Regions from separate parts of the Callithrix jacchus genome. Here region 2 is linked to region 1. Evidence: chromatin contacts called from public Hi-C data. All regions are on one chromosome and are shown on one strand. The core of a region is the stretch at or near the end of the contact, and the rest is flanking DNA. Distances in the headings are between cores, read along the strand shown.

Region 1 (3,779 bases), core at 741-3,240:
CCACGCCCACCTTGTGTATCAGGAACCCACTCCTGAGATAACTTGACTCACTGCCGTGATAATGGCATCATTCAAAAATAAGGGCAAAGCCCTTATGACCTAGTCACCTCTTAGAGTTCCCACCTCTCAACACTATTACAGTAGGGATTAATTTTCCAACCCATAAACTTTAGGACACATTCAGACCAAACTGTGCTGTGTGATCTTGGGCAAGCTACATAGGCTTTCTGGGCTTCCATATTCTCAACTGCAGTGATGATGCCCCCACCTACTTTGCAGAACCGTTTGAGAGGACTGCACAAGGTGACTCATGTCCTGTGTTTAACCCTGTGCCAGGCACAGGAGTGTCTTCTGTAAGTGGGAACCATCATCGTTCCAGTGCACTGAGAGCCCACTATGTGTGCGCGCAGTAGGACAGGCCCAGGCACCCTTCCCAACTGGATTCTGATGAGGACTGACACCGGATTAAAAGCTTGCTTAAGTCCCTTCCTTTGAACGAATCACTCTTCCGGGGCTGAGACCCACCCTTTCCCTTTGTGAGAAATCAGCTACCAGAAGCCTAAGTCTGGACCGTCTCCTTCTCAGGGGAGGCCTGGCTTTCCTGGGCAGGCGGTCATTTTGAAGCCAACACAAGGGCCCCAGGCCCCTGTTCTTCTGGGCCTGTCCAGTGTGTGGTCTGAGTGTGAGCTCGCCACAAAGGAAGGCTGCCATGTGGGTCTTCTCAGGGCTGGCAGGAATGACAGGGGAGGGTCACCCGTATCCTGCAGCGGCCTCTCTGCTATGGCCTCAGCGTCCGGATTCTCCACTCAGAGCCTCCACTTCCTCATCCCTAGATCAGTCTGTGCTGGGAAGGACCCAAGGAAGCCTGTGTTCCAGTCCCTTCAATCTCGCAGATAAGCAAAGGAGCTTAATGCGTGGGCCTGCTTGCTCACTCCTGAAAGCAGAGCTGGACTGTCGTCAAGGTGCTGTTGGTGTCACCCGGAGGGTGTCACCCGGAAGGAGAGCTACACCCTCCCATGGGACGCACACGGCCTGCCCTAGGCCCCAGGGCCTAACCACAGTGAGCTGTGGCTCCTGGCTTTTTGGTAGGGCAGTCACTTACCCCCCTCAGCCCTCCCGCTGGGAGAATGGCCCTGTAATCTTGTGTCCAAGAAAGAGCAGAACGATCTGTTGTACCTTAAGGCCCCCACTGGCAGTAATGTCAATAAACAAGGTAAAAACATGTTTACTTTTCTGTTAAGAAAAGGCATTCTTTTCCTATCCAACCCCAGTTTTGTAAAGAAACAAAACTATGGGCCAACAAGGATTAAAGGATAAACGGCCGTCTGGCAGAACAATGAAGCAATCCTTGACTTCAAGGGATGGAATAGCACCAGCGTTGGGAGCTGGGACTTGGCAAGGGGCCAGACTGAGCTGGAACCAGAGAGGAGGATGCCGAATAGGGAGGGAAATGACTCTGCTGGGCAGACCCAGGAGTGGGGCAAACGGGGGACTGCTGGGTCTGTGGTGTCTCCTACCCGCTGCCTCATCCCCTGCCAATCACCAAACCCACGTCCTCTTGTGGCCAAAGGCCTAGAGCTGTACAGATCAGACTCTGGATCTACTCTCACCCCCTCGCACCCCTCCCGCCCCAGCTTCATGACGCCCCAAATTCCCCTTCTGTCCGGGTGTCATTGGTTGGCTGGATTTTGATGGGCAGCCTTTCCCCAGGCAACCACCCCTTGAACAAGGACTCTGGGAACCCAAAGCAATGAGTCTTGGGCAGTGTCCTGCCGCCCGTAAGTGGCAGGGGAGGGGCGAGCAGGGCAGGGCAGAATGAGACCTCAGTAAGACACTGAGCCAGCCTCGTTGAGAGAGGGATCTCACGCTGGGAGCATGGGAACCGCTTGGATTCTGTCCTTTCTTCTGGGGAGGAGCAAAGCGTCGTTCTGTCTGTCCGTGGCCTCTGCCCTCCAGTATTATAGGTGTGGAAAGTGACCACCAAGGTGCCAAGCCCAGAGGCAGAGCTGGTCCTAGGAATCGGGAGTCCCAGCCTGCCGGCCCCTGCTCTTCCAGGATCAACTCAAAAGGGGCGGGGAGCGGGCGGAGCGCTGCGCGCTTGTGGCGGGTGGAGGCCGCCAGCGCACCCGGGCCAGCTCTGCAGGGAGGGCGCAGAAGCCAGGGTCAGGGCCAGGACAAGGGGAGGGAGGCAAGCGAGAGCCGGCGGCGAAGAGTCCGGTGAAACGGGAATGACTCATGCTGGGAGGCTGTGCTCCCCTGTCCTTCCCACATTCCCGGGTCTCTGTTCTGGACCCGCCTGGGCCTGGCCTTAAAGGGCCAGCTCATCTGAGCAGGAGCCGGGGCCACCCTACTGCGCTCCCCACTCCTCCATCATCTGACCCCTGTGGGGTTGCTCTCAATCCCTGGGTTGTGGGCGACAAGGATGGCCCCCTGCAGGATTTAGGGCTTTGTCTGATTCAGTCCTCCCACTGTAAGGGAGCCCGCAGGCCATTTCCTCCATCCCCCTGCCCCTGAGCAGGGCTGCACCTAAACTGGCCACAAGGATTAGGAAATCTTTCCCTGCTTTTAAAGATGTCGCACTAAGGGGGCCCCTTTCCAGGCACCTTCGACCCTTTCCCTCCGCGGTCCCCTGGGCTGCAGGTTGTGCCGAAGGCCCCTCCCCTCTCCGTCTCCCCACCCCAAGCTGGCCCCATTTCAGCTTCGGTTGATTCCCGAACTCTGACTTGACACACGTGTTTGGTGGGTTTTAGGTCGGCCCATACAGACTTGTGGGCCAGGCTCCCGGTCCGGGCCTCGGATGGGTCCAGGTTTCACACAAATCCCGTCCTGCGCGTGGGTTCCTCGGGGTGGAAACGCCATGCGGCAGCTGCGGTGCCCGAGGCCCTTCTCTGGACCCTGCGCGCCACCGTGTGGACGCTCTGGAGAACTGGCGCCTGCGGGGATGCCCTGCAGAGATCCCGCCCAGCACCCGCAGTTCAAGGCAGTACTGAATCGGCTCTACATTTAGAGAGGAAAGGATGAGGGCACCCCCTAAGCGCACTGCGAGTCCCACATCGTCTGTGAAACGATAGCTCTAAATTACTAACAAAAGCCAAGCAGCTCTGTTAAAATTTACATAGCAATACTTTTCATTGAGGCTTGGGAAGACCTCCAAGTTCCCCAAGTATTCTCCCCTTCCACCCACTGCCACCTCTTCCCGCACTATTTGGTCAGTGCTCAAAACATACCACTGGAGGTCTGGGTTTAAGGTTCTGTCCACTGTTAACAAATTTTCAGGGAACGGAGTCTTTTTCCCTCGAAGCTAGACCAGTTCATCAGAGGTTGAACTGAAGCTGAGGATGGAAGGACAAAGTGCAAATCTTGCAGGAATGGGGGAGGGAGAAGAGGGGTGGCACTGCCTTGGGGCAGGGAGGCCAGGGGGCACAGCTGAGCCTGGACAGAAGCCCTTTGAATTTGGGGGTAGGAGGCGAGACTCTCTTGCCTAATGAGTGCTCCTGGAGTCCAACAAATAGTCACCAAATGGGCTATGACCACAGGCTGCTGCAGCCTTGGGGCTGACAGTGACCATGGGCCTTTGCGGGGTGTTGGCCCTGGGATCCCTGGCCCTAAGCAACCAGGCCAGCTGGCCCTAGACAAGCCAGCCTTGCTTAAACTGCATTTCCAAAGGCCCTGAAAGCTGTGTGGTATCCTAAGTCCACGAAGGTCCTCACTCACCCTTTGTCCCTACCTTCTCCAGCCCCACTGGCTGCCTCCAGCACAAGCAGAAACCCAGGTCTCAG
Region 2 (3,779 bases), core at 601-3,100, 240 kb before region 1:
CCATCATGTCCTGCTAAGTTTTGTATTTTCAGTACAGACCGGGTTTCACCAAGATGGTCAGGCTGATTTCAAACTCCTGACCTCAAGTGATCCACCCACCTCAGCCTCCCAAAGAGCTGGGATTACAGGCATGAGCCACCACGCCCGACCATGACCTCTCATTTCAATACTTACCAAGAAATAATTAGCAAATCACTTTATATACCAGAGGACTTTTGGGCAAGGAAATATGCTAATACAGTAACAGTTGGAAGGATTGTTCCTTTCTTAGTAGGATGGACAACAAAAGTAAAACTCGTAGGCCTGAAATTTCAAAAATCATATTCTCTCATATTTCTTGGTCAGCTTTTGTAATACTGATGCACTTACGTTTTAAGTGTTCCAGACGTCATAAGTTCAGTCACCAAAACAATACACTTCTTTCCTTTTACTGTAGATTCCCAGGAATCATAAAATCTAACAATATTGGGATGCTGAAGACCCTTTAACATTTCAGCTTCTTCTTTAAATCTCTGCCTCTCAGACTTTGTTAACTTTCGATCCTAAAATCAAAAACCAAAACAGAATGTGGTTTAAAATGATAAAACACCAAATCAAACAGTTAATCTTAGATACTAAACATTACTAAATCATGATCAATGGTGTTTAAAGAATGCAAATGCTAAAAATGCTCATGACAGATTTTGGATTATTTTATGAATTCATGCTTGAGATCATTTTAGTATCTTTACTGTTAATATGTACCTCAGATATAGTCTCATTTTTGTAAGGTGCAGTTAATGGTCCATATCCAAAATAAGTCATCAATTGCTAGACATGCAATTTAATGTCAGGAAATGAACATATAGGCTTTGGAAGCAAAAAGACCTAAATATAAATTCTAGTTCTATCTTTGTATTGATTAAAATAAATGTATCTTTAACCAAAACTTTTTTTTTTTTAAGAGACAGAAGCTCACTCTGTGACCAAGGCTGGAGTGTAGCAGTGCTATCATAGCTCACTGCTGCCTCAATTCCTGAGGTCAAGGGATCCTCACACCTCAGCCTCCAGAGTAACTAGGACTACAGGCATGTGCCACCTTGCCTGGTTAACTTTTTAGTATTTTTGTAGAGATGAGGTCTTGCTATAATGCACAGGCTGGTCTTGAACTTCTGGTGATCCTCCTACTTTGGCATCCCAAAGCCTGGGATTACAGCGGTGAGCCACTGTGTAAAGCCTATTTTTTTGTTTTAAGCAATAATATTCAAGTATTTGTCTTCAAGTCAGGAAAATTCTCAGTTATTATCTCTCTAAACACTGTTTCCTCTCATTCTCTTTTCCCCTCCCAATTCTTCTTTTTAAACAATTTTTAAATGTGTGTGTGTATAACCTTATTTCATCCTTAATATCCTTTAATTTTTCTCTCATTTTCCATTTCTTTTTGTCTGCTACTTTCTGGGCAATGTTTTCAGATCTACCTTCTTGTTCGTTAATTTTTCTCTTCCGTTATTACATCAATTATTAATCGAACTTTGAGTTCTCAGTCTGTCACCAAAAGTACCCAATCAGGAATGTAATAAAAAGAAACTACCAAGTTACTACTCCTGTTTCTACTCTGTCCACTAGCATCAAAACCAATGTATACAGGGAGCAGGAAGGCTAGGCGCATACCAAAAGCTTCAGTGGCGGGGAAATTCTCCAGCCATCTTACCAGGCCTAATGGCTGGGGGAGGCATCTGTCCCTCCCCACTCAGCAGTAACCCTATATTTGAGATTTTCAATGAGGCATGATAATCACAGCTCAATTTGCAATGATCTCCTCCAATCTCCACTCCATTCCTGCTTCATGAACATACAGGTTTTCCCAGCATCTTGGGAACTTCTCCCTCTCTCTCAGGGTTTTGCTCCATCTTCAAATTATTACTGCAAGATTAGCCTCTCCCAAAGTTCCACAAAAGCCCCCTTTTGTACTCCTTTTTCACCTTTATTCTAACCCCACAGTCAGAGACTACATCCTGTATCCACAAAGTCACATACCCTATCTAGTAAGCCTCAGATACAGGCAGCAGAGCTATTTCATCCTGGATTATCCTCCTAAAATGTGCCCTTCCCAGAGAATAGAGAGGCAAAGTCAAGTCAAAGTATCTGGGGACAACGGGTGAAGAAGGTGGCACTTCTCATTTAGTTAATTTCAATGTATTTTTATTTCCTGAAGTTCTATTTGGGTCTTTATCAAAATCAATTATTCATCACTGTACCTCCCTATTACACACATCTTGCTGTTTTAGTTTTTTTGATTTTTAGTCCTTTTTACATTTTTTCACTTTGTCCACATTTTAGTCAGAATATTTCTTAATGCCCATGTAATCAATTCTTAATATGCCAATTTAATTCTTAGAAATACTATTTTTGACATTTTTAATATCTCTGAAATCAGAATATATCAAACAAATGGAGTCTAAGTGTCATAACTCTGTTTAAAACTTTTTAACAGCTTTCTACAGCCTTTAGGATAAAGCTAAAAATCACTGTAATCTAGAGGTTTCCTACAATGATCTTCACCCAAACTTTGAGCCTAATTTCTCACCACATTTATTTTTTCCATTCTCAAACATATCATGCTTTTCATACATGTCGTTCCCTCTATCTAGAATGCCTATCAGCCTTTTCTGCCAAGTTAATGCCCAGTCATCCTTCAAAGAATAATTCATTTCCTCAGGGACATCTTCCCTGACTGTCTCTCATTCTAGGGTAAATCATTCCTCTGACCCATATTTTTAGGAACTATACACATGCCTCTTTCACAGCACTTAATCACAGGTAACACTGACTCTTATCCCCATAGAATAAGCACTCAGAGGCTTTATTTTGTTATGAAAAGGCAGTGACGAAATACCTTTTTGGTGTTCTATCTTTAGTACCTGACAACCTAGCATAGTGATTTGTTCAACAGCCATTTGTTGAATGAATTCCATAAATGTGTTTTCCCCTCAATACCCCTTTGAAAGTGTGTATGTTTGTGTCTTAATAAGCAGTTAGCATTTCCCCAAGGATAAAAAATTCCTATGACTTAAAAGAAAAATGAGAATTGAAATTGGGCCTCTGAGTCTCAGTTAAGTCCAATACAATCCATATACAGAATGACCACTTGCAAAGGTCACAGCTTTTGGTTTTTAAAAGCTTTTGGTTTGTATAAGTGTATTGTAAAAAAGCTGCCAACTACTTATTTATAGCAAAGTACAGAGGGGAAAAAAACAGAGGGGACCTTCTTTGCCATCAAAAATCCATATCTAATTTTCCTTTAGAATACACTGAATGGCAATCTAAAAATTCCATAGAAATATTTAATTATTTTATCTCTAATTTGCCCAGAGGACATCTATACTGTAAATAGAGGCTACTTTACATATCTAAGTGTTTTTTATCCTTTCTGAAAAGTATTATTTATTTTAAGGGATCTGCTTAATGTTTGAAGTTAGAAATATAGTTGCATGAGAACAGATTATCATTAACGAAGCAGGGGATGGGGGAACCTTAAATAATTTGGAGCTTCTTTCAATAATTTGTCCACTTGTTCCATCTATAACTAAATCTTGTTTTTTTAAATCTAGAATCATTTCATAAAATATCTTAGAGAAGTACATTATTTTAGCACCCAAAAGACTTTAAGACAATAATAAAGAAGATCAAAACTAACATAAACAACACAGACCAGAAGGAACAGCTGAGGTTTTAAAAATAATTTTTGCCAAGTATTTGCTATTTACTAGCTGGCTGCTTTACTTCATTCAATTCTCAGA

What was found. A called contact is a pair of places that touch in the nucleus more often than the background predicts.
Region 2: a contact with region 1 is called in a Hi-C map of skeletal muscle, with 12 times the contacts expected there. The contact joins two enhancer-like sites. A contact is called at or near these places in 2 of 3 Hi-C or Micro-C datasets (both in skeletal muscle).

What each region holds. Positions count from the first base shown.
Region 1 is chr9:13,740,107-13,743,885 of calJac240_pri, reverse strand. All of the region lies in intron 3 of NINJ2 (ninjurin 2), which reads left to right. Among named protein-coding and RNA genes, the nearest start is that of NINJ2, 98 kb to the left of the region's middle. Within about 2 kb of position 1,990, at least 11 of the 16 cell types and tissues checked have an H3K27ac peak or open chromatin away from gene starts, as enhancers often do. A contact at or near this core is called in skeletal muscle, where this site is marked.
Region 2 is chr9:13,975,047-13,978,825 of calJac240_pri, reverse strand. It overlaps WNK1 (WNK lysine deficient protein kinase 1), which reads right to left. Exons shown (of 26, transcript XM_078338381.1): 2 at 370-542. Among named protein-coding and RNA genes, the nearest start is that of WNK1, 49 kb to the right of the region's middle. Within about 2 kb of position 1,850, at least 3 of the 16 cell types and tissues checked have an H3K27ac peak or open chromatin away from gene starts, as enhancers often do. A contact at or near this core is called in skeletal muscle, where this site is marked.